Linked DNA regions of Danio rerio: region 1 is linked to region 2. The links are chromatin contacts, called in public Micro-C maps. All regions are on one chromosome and are shown on one strand. Each heading gives the region's core, a stretch centred on a gene start, on an enhancer-like site or on the middle of the called end of the contact. The rest is flanking DNA. Distances are from core to core; before and after follow the strand shown. Region 1 overlaps map3k7 (mitogen-activated protein kinase kinase kinase 7). Region 2 overlaps bach2b (BTB and CNC homology 1, basic leucine zipper transcription factor 2b).

What was found. A called contact is a pair of places that touch in the nucleus more often than the background predicts.
Region 1: a Micro-C map of caudal fin shows a contact between it and region 2, with 20 times the contacts expected there. The contact joins two enhancer-like sites. A contact is called at or near these places in 11 of 18 Hi-C or Micro-C datasets (caudal fin, embryo, fibroblasts and 3 more) and 1 of 4 datasets of contacts at active chromatin or transcription factors (caudal fin).

Annotation. Positions count from the first base shown.
Region 1 is chr20:26,762,015-26,769,047 of GRCz12tu, forward strand. It overlaps map3k7 (mitogen-activated protein kinase kinase kinase 7), which reads right to left. Exons shown (of 16, transcript NM_001020750.2): 16 at 7,010-7,033. Among named protein-coding and RNA genes, the nearest start is that of bach2b, 26 kb to the left of the region's middle. Within about 2 kb of position 2,622, at least 4 of the 62 cell types and tissues checked have an H3K27ac peak or open chromatin away from gene starts, as enhancers often do.
Region 2 is chr20:26,595,732-26,602,858 of GRCz12tu, forward strand. The region is part of intron 3 of bach2b (BTB and CNC homology 1, basic leucine zipper transcription factor 2b); the gene reads right to left. It also overlaps a transcript of gja10b not described here. Among named protein-coding and RNA genes, the nearest start is that of gja10b, 22 kb to the left of the region's middle. Within about 2 kb of position 3,565, at least 7 of the 62 cell types and tissues checked have an H3K27ac peak or open chromatin away from gene starts, as enhancers often do.

The DNA.
Region 1 (7,033 bases), core at 1,372-3,871, 170 kb after region 2:
ATGACGTATCAGTGACATATGGAATACTGTTTCACTCATTTGAATTGAGAAAATCTTCATTTATGGACATTTTTTAGTCCTAGCACACAATAAAGTGAATTTTATATAATATCATAGTGTACACCAGGGATGTCAAACTCAATTCCTGGAGGGCCCACAGTTTAGTTCCAACACACTTACCTGTAGGTTTCAAACAAGCCTGAAGGACTCAATTAGTTTGATCAGGTGTGTTTATTTAGGGTTGGAAATAAACTGCAGGGCTGCGGCCCACCAGGAATTGAGTTTGACATCCCTGGTGTACACAACAGTCTCTAGACCTGCTGCATCACAAAATACCAACATTTTAAACAATTTATAAAAAATTCATCACTTTCTGGCCATCTGATACTAGGCAATGATGAATATATTGCGATCGTGATTTTCAAAAGTATTACATCGATTTGTACACAGTTATTAATTTGAGTCTCCCCATACAGTACACAGCACAGTATCATAAGAGGTCTTTTCTGTACCATTTAACATACAACTTTTTCAAAGGTATAATACTGTTCCTTAAGGAACATTATTTTTACCATTGTGTACCTTTTTTCTAAGAGTGTAGAATATTATATATTGTAGTTAAATGGGCTATATGTACAGCTAGTGATTTTTAGACCAAAGGTAAACTTCGGGTGAAAGGTTTCTGTGACTATTTTCACATTTATAGGGTTCCTTTTACAGCATCGTAATGTAATTAAAATACAATCATTTAAATAAACTTAAGCATTCATTTAGTTGTTCAAGCATAAAATGGGATAATAGACCGTGTAACCCCTAGTGGCGTCAGTACCAGCAGGCTGGCGCAGAAACTCCACTCAAAATATTGGGGTAAAATTAAAAACTTTATAAACACATTAAAGTGAATTTTATATAAAATCAGTGTACACTATAGTTTCTAGACTTGCTGCATCACAAATACCAAAATTAAAAAAATGTATAAAAAATTTATCACTTTCTGGCCATCTGATATTAGGCATGGATGTATAAATTTCGATCGTGATTTTTAAATTTATACTTCAGCGCTTTGTAAACGTTTATTATTACAATTTGATGAGTCTCCCCATACAGTTTGATAGAACGCTTGGACCAGGAAGCCGCTTCGCGTGATGTCACTGTTAACAAGCGGATAGTCAGTGAAACATTTTTCAGTGTTCATTAAACTTTGTTAAAGAACTCATTTGCTGTCTTTAAGTCTTTACATTTGATTTTAAGTACTTAATTTAATTAATGGGGTCTTAATTACAACAATAAATATTACCATATTAAAGTATGTAAAATTAACATCTGCACTGGACAAAATATTTAGCACAGCCTTGTCTGCTTAATTTGAACAAGAAAGAATATTCATCCTAAAACATTAAATAAATGTTGTAGAATGCAAAAATGTTACTTTCTCAAATACCAACATAATTTTACAATGCCAATTTTTTTTTAAATTAAATTAATAAGCAGACTGATTGCATTTATGAGTAAGGCGTCAATTAAATTTGCCAGATAGAATATTATAATTGCAAGCAGGAAAAAGATGTTTCAGAAAAAAAAAATTTTGATCATTTACATTTAGAGTACATTTAGAGACTCTGTCATGTTAATGTATGAAAGAGAACTTACACATATTGTTTGTTATATGACATGCAAAAACTTTGAATCTCAAGATCTCAAAATCATTTAGAAAGCAGATAGTGTGGTGATACACTTATACACACAATTCCCTTTAGTACATAATTCACCTGAGCTTTTATATGTCATTTTACACTGTTCTTTCAGGAAGCATTTGCTGTCAGTATTTTCTGACTAAGTTGGGTGGTCTTTGTAATCATAATGCTTTTTTTGTTTCTCAGTGTTTAACTAAAGATTTCTTTTTTCCCTTTAAGGACTAGTGTTGAGATGACGTTGTTTGTTTTGGTTAGAACGCAAATAGAACCATATAATTCCAATGTGACAATTTATGAACTAGGCATTGTTCACCCAGATTTACTCACCTAAAACCCTCAAGTGGTTCCAAACCTGATGAGTTTGTTCTGTTGAACACAAAGGATATAGTTTAAAGAATGTTCAAATCGGGTAGCTGGTATAGTATTTTTTTCACTATGGACGACAGTGGGTATCAGTTTCCAACACCCTTCAAAATATCTCCTTTATTGTGATCAGCAGAAGAAAGAAACTCAAAATTTGGAAGCACTTTAGTTTGTGGAAAAATTAACATTTTTGGATTATAACCGAAACATGCCATTTAAAAAGCTTTTTTTAAAGAACGTAGGTGCAGGAGGAAGAAACGGAATAAAACCCTTAATAGAACCCCTCAGACCGAAGCAGCAGCAGTGATCTCTTTGTCTCCTCTGAAGGGTCTCGAAGGAGCTGTGCTCGCATGCATGTGAAGAATCGCCCATAGCCACATTTGCAAAGGGCTGGCCAGGGAATCATTCTGATTAATGAAATAAGTTATCTGGAACACTGTGGAATTTATAGACTGATATACAGATATTATGACCCAAATTCTGGCCATTACTAAAAACTGCAACCACCTCTACCATTCCTAGCCTATTTCCAGGCAGTTACCATGGTTACAGTGAGAAAAAGAGTGGGGGAGAGGAAGAGGGAGATCTAATGCACATTTCAGAGAAACTTTGTCACCAACAAAGAAAGAAGAGAATGATGATGTGTTTTTCGAAGGAACGCCGCTGACAAAAAACAAAGAGCTGTGCTACGCATCGCTAATAACAACTCGTCTGAATTTATTGCATCAGCTTCTAACTCGCATTTTAATTGCGACACAGAAATGTCAAGGCTACCCTGCAGTTTCTGTAATGTGTAACCATTCCTGATGACCTCATTGAAGCCCTGGGTCCCTCCGGTCACCCTAAACCCTCCGTAGGCTGTTTCTCATTTCTCGCCAATGCTCAGAATAACAAAAAACAAAAGGCCACGATGACAGCATCTCATCCGACGGGCCCTAAACAATAACCTCAGTCCCCTTCTCAGCATCCCGAACACTTAACACTGGCCGGAGAACCACAACGCACAATACTTCATATGATGACGTCATGTAGATTGAATGAGTTTGATTCAAGTCACTCCATCCTCCAGCACATGGCGTGACAGCAACTGTGACGCACAGGTAACATTTAACCCTCATTTGCACAATACTTGTTATTCTAGGATGTAATGCACACCTGCTTTCTATTTTTCCATCATTTGAAGATGTTTGGTGTTAGTTTTTTTTTTTTTATTGGTAAGTGGAATAACTTCAATTTACTACATCCTTTAGTTAAGAAGTAATGGTCTTTTCCGAAAGAATAATTGATGCAAGATGTTGTTTATCAGAGTCACATGGGTGATATATATGCACAATGTGTAATTTAAAGTTAAAAATTTCTATAGGATGCTTTACAATATGTGTAAATGCATTGGATTAGTTAGTACCAAAGTCAACACTAGAGCTAATTTAACAAAAATACCTTTAGATCATGGTCTAAAATAATAGTACACCCCAATTAATATGTAAGAGAAAATATAAAAAAATATTAGAGGAAAAATAAAGAAAAACATAAAAAAACAAACGTGTAGTTTTTTTTCAATACCTAATTTAAATTTAATGTATTATCTTCATATTCCTTATGGTGTTTGATGACCAGACTTGTATTCTTATTAATCTAACTGTTAGCTAAAACTCTTTAGTTTAAATGTATCAAAATGTATTGTCTGTATTAAATGAAAAATTGATAAAATATTAATTTTTTAAAAGGGTTGTACTGTACTCATTTATGCTGTGCACTTTATATATAGCATCTATCACCCATATCAGCATCACACCAGATTCCTTTGTTTGAGATGAAGGGTTGTACAGTTTGCGCAAATGAAGAGAAATCAATAATCTAGCCTCTATCGTCCTCTTCTGGTTCAAAGTGGCATTACAAGATAAAAACGTTAACATTTCGTTTATAGTTAAAGCCTGTCTGTGGCTTATTTAAATAGATAATAATAATAATAATAATAATAATAATAATAATAATTTATTTTTAGACAAGCCAACAATAGATGGTTACAACAATGATATACTACTCGCTTCCAAAGGAAAAACCCATTACATAAACAATATTTGTTGATTAAAAATCTTGTACTTAATGGTGTAGCCTTTGTCCTTGTTTCGTAGGTTTATTCAAAATGCTTTTAAAATCACACAAGTCAATATGTAACTTAAGCTTAATTAATCATTTTAGTATACATTTCAGTTTATGTCTTGTCTTGTAAATTGTTTAAAAACGACAACACATGAATACAAAGGGTGTTACGGTGCACTGCTATTTGCTTATTAGGGCCAAAAGTAATGCTAGCAAAAATCAACAGATGGATACAGAGAGAGCCATTTACTGTTAAAATTATAAAAATTCTTGAAATATTAGCTTTTATATTTTGGTGTCTAAATATGTTTATGCATATTAACAAGTATTTACAAGAAGGATTGTTACTTACCCAGTGGAAAACAGCTGACACAACTGAACATATTCACACGAACAAGTTCGGTTAACTGAAATACAATAAGACGCGATTGAAACTAGGACTAAAATGTAAATTTGTAGAAGTTTTAAGAAAGGAATAAATTACCTGTTGAGAGTGTCGACAGTCTGTGTATTTGATGCTTCGAGAAAATAAGGCGCCTTTAACAGTCAAGAGGTTTAAAAGGCGGGAACCCTCAGCACAAATAACCATTTCAGAATGAAATGTTTTTTTTTTATTACGATATGGTTCTAAGTAAACGGTAGAGAAGCTAACTTTTTGTGTAGTTTGATAGCACACATGCTAGCTTTTAAACATGTTAACGTTTTTTAAAATATCTATAAAACCACAAATGGGGTAACACGTGGTCAAAATTAGTCATGCTCGATATTTTACCTGAACGGCGAAGGATAAGAAAGGAAAAGACGATGTGCATTTGAATTATTATAAAAAATAATGCACACACACGTAACACTCCCAGTTCAACATTTTGAGCAATGTTATGTTAACAGGCAATATGCAGACTGATGGCTATAGTTTTCTATTGGGATATAGGGCACCAAAATTGTATCTGGAACCGGTTGCCTAAACAATTATTTGCTGTGTCTCACTTGGTTGCCAATTGATGGCATCATTTCCCAACCCTACTGAAAAAACAGCTTAAACCAGCCTGGTCAACCAGCTAAAACCAGCCAACAAGCCTAGGCTGTTTTAAGCTGAATTTTTCAGCAGGGAAAATTGCCTGGCAACATTGCGCTAAAATTTGTCCAGTGTATCAGCAGTATAAATAAGTTAAAAAGAGGGATGAAAATACTGTATTATTAGACTAACAAGCAGAAAACATCCAAATTGTAGACCAGTATTAGCTCAGGGTCCTCTTAGTGCCATTGTTTGAAAGGAATGCCATCTTATTTCACCATCCACTGCAGCAGCTATTTGTTTGAAATGACAATAAATATTCAACTTTTCAGCTGAACTGAAAACCAGATACAACAGACACGAGCAAGACTTTTTTTAACCTGTTCGATTTATTTCAAGATGCGACCTTCACCTGTGTATTCCCATTCCCAATAGCTTAAGAAATCTTATTTACAGCACATAGTACAGAAACTCATCAAGATCGTTGAACTGAAGAAAAAAATAAAACACTTCACTGTTAACAACAAAAAGAATTGTGAACAAGTCACTTGAAGATCTTGAACATCCAAACGTGTATTTGTTCAAGATTTCCCTTCATAGTGAGCATTCTTAACCAGTATTGGCGGGATTGTGCAAAACTGTGTGGTTGGTGAGTCGGTGCTGGGTAGAACAAAGCAAACAAAGGGTGGAATTCATACCTAAATGTAACAATACAGCTCTGATTTTTCTTTCAAATACTAGAGGAATGAAAAACTAGTGGTAAGAATGGAAAACCAAAAAAACTAAACAGAACCAGAATGGCTGGACTGCCCTTATCACAATTTCATGATTTCTGCAGCATATTGACAAGATCATTCAGACCAGACAAAATCCGGCCACTCTTAATTTCACTTGTGTTGCATTCCCTACCAATTTCTAAAACTCCTAACCGCATTAAGCACAGCATGTGTGAGCGGTCTCGTTGCCGCAAAGCAACAAAACAAGTCAAGTAAAATGCAAGCAGTTCAACTCTAAGGCAGCATGTGAACTAAAACTGAATAAATCAAGCTCAGAGAAAGAGCATCTTTCCCACAATTGCAATAAAAGCTATGAAGCGGATCTGAAAACCCTGGATAAATTACCATACATGGTTAGATAAAGATACACAAGAGCAAAAGAAACACAAGAATACTGAAATCATGATTAAAATGCTTGTACTCGCAATCACATACACTCAAGTATTTTGTTTCATTCTCTTTTAGACTGATGACTGTTTTTTTTTTTTTTTTTGGAGCGGGAAAATAAAAGAAGCCTATTGCAAAACTGGCGTTTTCTTGCGAGGCCGCACATACACACAAATCGTCCCTTGTTTCTCCATAAAAGCAAGGTCGACATGCAAGGCATATGTAAGATATACATCCCCCAATTTCAATCAATAATACATTATAACACTTTTTAGGGCAAAGAGACATATGAAAAAATAAGGAACATTTTTTTTTTGCATAAAATGGGCTAAAATGAAAAACACACACAAAAGTGAATGTAACTAAATAAAATATAAATCTAAAAATGATAAAATTAGCTTTTGTATGAATCTTAAAGCCACTTCACTTTCACATTCTTGAGGGCCAACACCTTTTCGAGGGGAATAAGGCAAACCCCTCAGGGAATTTTGGGATGTGGAAGGGGGGAAATATGACATTCGAAAAAATCTAATTTGTTCCTTTAACATCCTCCATCTGCAGTTCTGATGTAAAATGCAGGAGTCCTTGCATTTGTGTTTGCTGGTTTGTCTGGATATCTGAAGATCTGCATGTTTATCAGATGTCCGACTGTATTTTTTATTTACTTTTTGTTCTGCCAAACGCAGCATGCTTGT
Region 2 (7,127 bases), core at 2,315-4,814:
AGAACCCGTGATGTTTTTGCTGTGAGGCAACAGTGCTAATCTCTGGGCCACCTTGCCACCAATCTATGAAAGGAGGAGGAGTAGGGCTGAAAGGGGGGATTCTTCAAAGCGAAGATGGCTGTTATATGGAACTTAAGGTATTTAGAGTGGCTTAGGAATAATCTGATTGGTGAATCATAAATTAGATAATGTGAGACCGGCCGCAAGCAGTCATAAGCATGTGATACTCTCGATATTGTTTTATAAATAAACTTCACATAATATGATTAAGACAATACTATGATTAAGAATCTACTATGTAAACAGAGATTTTTGATTATTTAATCCAATGAAGGTCATAATTTAACTAAACAGAAATCAAATTAAGACGTTTAGTATGTTGATTTTAATCACATTGTTGAAGTGGAGAACAAACATGTAAACACCACAATCAAACTACTACCGTCGTGTAGGATTTTAGCTGCATTTTGCTACAGCATAGTTTAAACACACAAGAGTGACACTATTCTCTGCACCTACCTACTATGCCAGCGGTTTTCAAACTGTGGGTCGCGACCCACTAGTGGGACGCACAGTGAACAAAGGTGGGTCGCGCAACGTCTTATAGCTGCAGCTATAATTACATTGCGGTGAATCAAAACCAATACGATTGACGCCAATAACTCAAAAACCTCTTACCCTAAAAATATGTGTTTCCCACAAAAAGATAAAGCTGGTTATGTTTCACAGCTGTCTTTTTCTTTTTTTTTTCGCTCGACATTACGAGCACTGCTGAGTTTGAGCGCTCGCACTCTGCGTTTAGCCGATAGAGCTTGCGCTGAGTGGAGCTCTCAGTAAGTGCTTTTTTTTTTTTTTTTTGCTCCGTCCTGCGTGTTTTATTTTAAACACTACTAATTTTCTCTTAAATGAGCACAAACAGTTACTAAAGTAGTCGAATGCTTCATTATAGATCTGTGCATTCCTACATTAACTCATCTGTAATCAAACGAAACACAATGAGAGATTCATTTGCTGCTCTTCACTAAATAACTATAGTAACTTTAATCAGTATGCAAATACAATAAAAGTGAAGTAGATTTTATAGCTTTATTTAATTTCTGTATAGGCCATTGATTTTACTAGGCTAAAATTTTTATTTTATTGTCAATATTTTCTAATGTTTGCTATGTATTCTATCATTTGAAGCTATTTGTTGTCCCATATTTTTTACATCCCAACGTTGACAGATTGCTAATCAATAAATAGCTATAGTGCTATCTGTTAGTTTTAACGTCACCTAATGTTATGGAAGGGCATAGATGTTATTTAAAATAGTAATAGTAATGTAACTACCCCCATCATTCCTTCCTCAAGCAAATGTGTAAATATTAGATCAATTCAGCTATAACGTTAATTGCAGCGGCATATTTATCTGACCTTTTCCCAGCTTGTAGTATTCGATCAAAAAGCTATTTAGTTTCTTATGACTATACACTAGCAGTGGAATTTACTGCAATGTGACTGTGAATTTACTGCAATGGGCTTGATCATAATCCAGGGGCTCGATCATATTCTCTTCTAAAAAAAGAAGAGTATCTTTTTCAACAAAAAAATTATCAGTTAGCCAGCAGCCCACAAAAAGCACTTCGAGCCTAATTTTGTGCATATCAAATCGCAAAATCCAAAAAGCCGCACACCATATATTTTTGACTGCTTTGAATGGAGACTTTTTTTTTTTTTTTTTAACCATTTTTCCATATTAAAATATTATGGTGGGTCTTGAGATTGAATTACTTGCCTAGATGGGTCCCGGAATAAAAAAAGTTTGGGAATCCCTGTACTATACTATATGATCAGGCAGGAGCCTTGAGCTCAAGTATCTCCAAGCTCAGGGTTCTCTCCCGGGACAGCATGCCCAATGCCACAATCACTATGAAGCAATAAATAAATGTGAACTTCTGAATCATTTTTAAAACAATATAGTTATTGATTCCATCATCACACCTCAACTATAAAGATGATGACATAAGTGGAGTTGTCTAATGAACAATAAAAACTTTTCTGACAGCCAAAAAGAATACGTTTGGAAAAAAGGTATGCATGTAACCCTCGTTTTATGTGCATTATTTGAGTACAACTGTTATGTTGTCAAATAGTCTGAACTAATGTAGTAAATCACCAATTGTAACATTGTGAAAATCACATAAATATCAGATAAGAACACTACAACATTAACGCCAATAGTTCATAATAGATGTATCCTCTCTCTTTCATTACTATTATTATTATTATTATTATTATTATGTAATAATACATGACAACATATGTTTTAATGTTCATTTAAGGCAGAGGTGTCCAAATTTGGTCCTGGAGGGCCGGTGTCCTAGATATTTTAGTTCCAACCCCAATTAAACACACCTTAACCAGCTAATCAAGCTCTTTCTAGGTATACTAGAAACTTCCAGGCAGTTGTGTTGAAGGAAGTTTGAGCTAAACTATGCAGGACACCGGCCCTCCAGGATTGAGTTTGGACACCCCAGATTTAAGCTCTTAAAACCAACAGACAATGATATTATATACCAGTCAAAAGTTTGGGGTTAGTAGGATTTTAAAATAAGATTATCTTCTCACCAAGGCTACATTTATTTGATCATAAAATAAAAATTGTAAAATTGTGAAATGTTATTGCACCATAAAGTAACTGTTCAAAAGTAGTTTATTATTTAATAATTTATTCCAGTGATCTTAAAGATGAATTTTCAGCTTCATTTCTCCAGTCTTTAGAGTCACATGATCCTTCAGAAATCACTCTAATGATAATAATTATAATTAATATTATTAATGGTGATAGTAATAAAAGCAATAATGACTGGAGTAATAATTTCATTTGAAACTACAAACAATACGAAAGCAGTTATTTGACATTTGAATGCCGCCTTTAAAAAGAATAAGAAAATCTGACCTCAAACTTTTGACCAGTAAAATATATATATATATATATATATATATATATATATATATATATATATATATATATATATATATATATATATATATATATATATATATATATATATAAAATGGTGATTTATGATAAGATTTTGAGAGACAAATCTTTACTGTTGCCCCTTTCTTTCTGCTGGAGGAAGGTTTTATCCTAATCTTACTATCTTACAAGATTACAACTAAACAGGGTCATTGCCCAGCAGTTAAATTAATTAGAAAATTAGAAACACACCTTTATTACATGATTAGGGTATTAACATAACTGGCCTGAATACATGTGCACATTTCAATTTAATAATAAAGTCTGTTTCTTTAACTTTATGCTGTTACTATCAAAGCTATATGAAGCAAACTGTAACCACAACAATACCGTATGCATTGCCATTGTTTTGTGGTGTTTACGTCATTGGAGCTCACGATAAAAGAATCCAACTCGATTTGCTGCTTTTTATGCCAAACATGAACATGTTTCTATTGACCTTCACTGAGGAGTATTTTCTGATGAAATAAAAATACACCAAACGTAATATAGGCTGCAAAGCATTTTATCACCACTAGATGGAAGCAGAACACCGCTCTTCACACGTACAAAGAGCATTTCTGATGAGCTCTAAAAACACGAGCTTACCTACATCACTTACAACCATCAGGTCAAAAGAGCAAGATAGACAGACAAGAACAAAGACTGAACAAGAACAAGAAAGCAGCATCCTTCTGTTACACTCAAAGAAATAAGATAAAAAAAGCCAATGGCGGTGTATTAGCACAGCTGCTTCAGCCGTTTCTTCCTCTATTTCATATTCCTGTCAGGTGTTTACCACAGGGCATGAGTATGCAAATTACAACTGCTAACGAGCTAAGCTGTCATTTCATTCAGAGCATATCAGTGCTTACACACACACACACACACACACACACACACACACACACACACACACACACACACACACACACATACATACATACACACACTCCGTGAAGTGATGTCTCTTTCCAGAATAAGCCTGATAGCCATTTGATATATAAGACATCACTTTGACTTTCCTCCATCATGGTCTGGAGGGCTTTCTGAGGGCATGTCATATATCTGATACCCTGCTGCTGTCTAAAAGAGAGAGAGATCACGAGGGAGAAATGAATGAATGAGTGTCATGAGGAGAAAAAAGGGGTTAATAAAGCGAGAGAGAGAGAGAGAGAGAGAGAGAGAGAGAGAGAGAGAGAGAGAGAGTGAGAGAGAGAGCTGATTGTAGATGAATCTGCTCAAGTGCAAAGTATCGGGGTTTGAGGGAGGGATTGAATCTGAACCTGCTGAACACTAGAAATCGTTGTTCTGGTTATTCAGTGCTTCTTCAGATGAAACTGTACTTATTTTGTCTTATTTACTCAGAAACTCTGAAAGAAATCAGCAGAGAAGTTTTCTTCTACAAATCATGACTCAAAAATCTGGAGTCAGTAAAATCCTTGCTTGATACGGTTATTATTTTTTGTTATTATTATTATTTTAAAGTAGCTAAGGCTCAGATTTTGATGAAGAATGTGTTGTAAAATCAGTATTACTGTGCACTATTATAACTTTAAATATTTGACTTGTTTTTTAATATCATTAGAAATGTAAAAGCCTCAAGTTTTCAAAGCCAAAATTACTCAAGTTTTCAGTGCAACATGATCCTTCAGAAATGATTTTACTATGCTGATTTTTTATTAATAATGTTCAAAACTTAATGATAATTCTTCTTAATCCTCTTCGTCCCACATGAGATCTTAAGGCTGCATATATAATATTTGGTGGTTCGGGGAAGTTCAAAGGAATCACATTTTTTTAAAACAGAAATATTTTTACAATTTTGCAAAAGTCTTTACTGTCACCTTTGATCGGTTTAATGCATTCTTGCTAATAAATAGTTTCAGCCATCCATTCAAATTACACCACACACATCGACAGTACATAATTTAGTACAAACTAATTCAACTGTCAGACCCAACAAGAACATAAAAAACTATACAGAGAGATCTCTCTCTCTTCTCTGCTATAAAATTCTAACATAATAAATAAGCTTTTATAATTTCACAAATATATAAAATATATAGTTGTATAAAATATAACCCAATTTTAAAAATCTCTGAAGAGAATAACTTAATACTTAAATACCTATTTCACTATTTTCACCATCACCATATTCACCACTTAAAGGGATAGATCAGCCCAAAAGCAACGTTTTGCCATCATTTACTCACCCATTATCCATTTACTTTGTTTTGAACACAGAAGATTTTGTGAATATTGTTTTTCGAATTAATTATATTGAACTTATTATAATATTACTTTTAAATATTGTCTGTCATACACACTTGGCACTGTTTTATAAACAATTTATTGAATCCGTTTGATCTTCCTGCATTGTGACTTGGTACGATATTCTGAGTCTGTCAAACGAGAACAGGTTGAGTAGCCTTGTGAAGGTGGCAGGCGAGATCATGGGTTTTAACCAAACTTGTCTAATAGTAATTTAGCGTTATTATGTTTTAAAGAGAGCTCAGGGTATCTTATGGACCCTGGATCACCCATTGTACTCTGTGTTTCAGCCACTGCCATCAGGACATCTTTTCAGAGTTCCTATTTGCAGGACAAATAGAATTAGAAAGTATATTATAATGGTGGCCATTAAGTCATTAAATGAGTCCAGTGAAGAGGAGGAGATGCATCTAAAAAATTATGTATTGTATGTTTTGTGGCAATATTTTAATAATGTGTACAAGGAACTTCGCCTGTGTTATGACACCTTGCTGCAATTTTAGTTTCCCTAAACGAGACAATAAAGTTGAATCTGAGTCAGTATTAAAACACTAACAAATCTCAAAATGATTTATCACTATAATTCACATGCACCTGCACTTGATTTAAAGAAATGTATAGGTTATTGGCCATACCAAGAAAATAACATACAATAGAGTGTGATGGCAATGAATGAGGCAACCATATGTAAGCAGTATACCAGCTATAGTAGTGTCCTACTTAGGAAGCCACATGGGTTTAGAGTGATTATGACCCCATAAACCTGAACCACAGCAGTGCAGCTACTCATCCATGTGAAGTGGCCACTCTGCAGGGAAGCCCACGGTGACTGTGGTCAGGACTGAGAGAAGATGAAAGTGTGGATCTGGCCGAGTCTGGCACTGAGCAGCAGGAGGCCTGGAGCACTGGCAGGTCGACCCGTTCTGTCTCTACGGCTTCATTAATAAATGATGGACAGACCTTTTTCAACTCTCACAGCTTAACTGACATTGAGAATGGCTTACAACCACATGCCCAGTGTAAAAAAGCGTTGTCTATATGATCAGTATTTTTAGACCTCTTGTTAAGGTGTGTTTTTTCTATCTGATCACAAGTAGGTGATGTGAAATACAGGTGTAAATGGAGTCTGAAATGTTTTGCGCTTGTCCACTTCCACTTCAAATGTTTTTGACTGGATTGCTTTCAAATGTTCATGTGATTTATGGCAACAAAACAGCTCCAGCACACCACTTACTCTCTGCCTACTGACCTAATTGTTAAACATTCTGGGTAAGCTTCATTTAAAGGTGAATAAAAGTAAAAGAGAGCAAATATTTTCATTAAGTGCAAAAAGTGATAGACACTACATACACTATCTATTAATATAGCAGATATTAGCGTCTGAGTATGACAGTAAAAACCAGTTTTCAATAATACGATGCTTAGTTCAAATGCTAATATTCATCACATGGATGTTGCTTAACCCTTTAACTGTCTGGTCTACCAAATGGGTGATCATGTTTTAAATAATGACTGTTTTAAATAATGGTTTACACACACAGCACTGTTGGTTTACAGAAAAATCAAACAAACATAATCCTGCTGCACTACTACACTTGATTTTTGTTTTATTGTAAAACAATAACAACAGGAACAAATGTTAAATGAGAATCTGAAATATTTAATAGCATACTTCAAAAAATGAGGATGATTTAGTATTCACAAATGTTTTATTATGAATATGTTTTGGAATAAATCGGTCTTACACTTCATATTTTCAGATTTTTTATAGTATATGGATCAATTCCGGTACTTTTACCATAAACCGACATTTGGTAGAGGTTGACATTTTAGAAATTATGGGATGTGT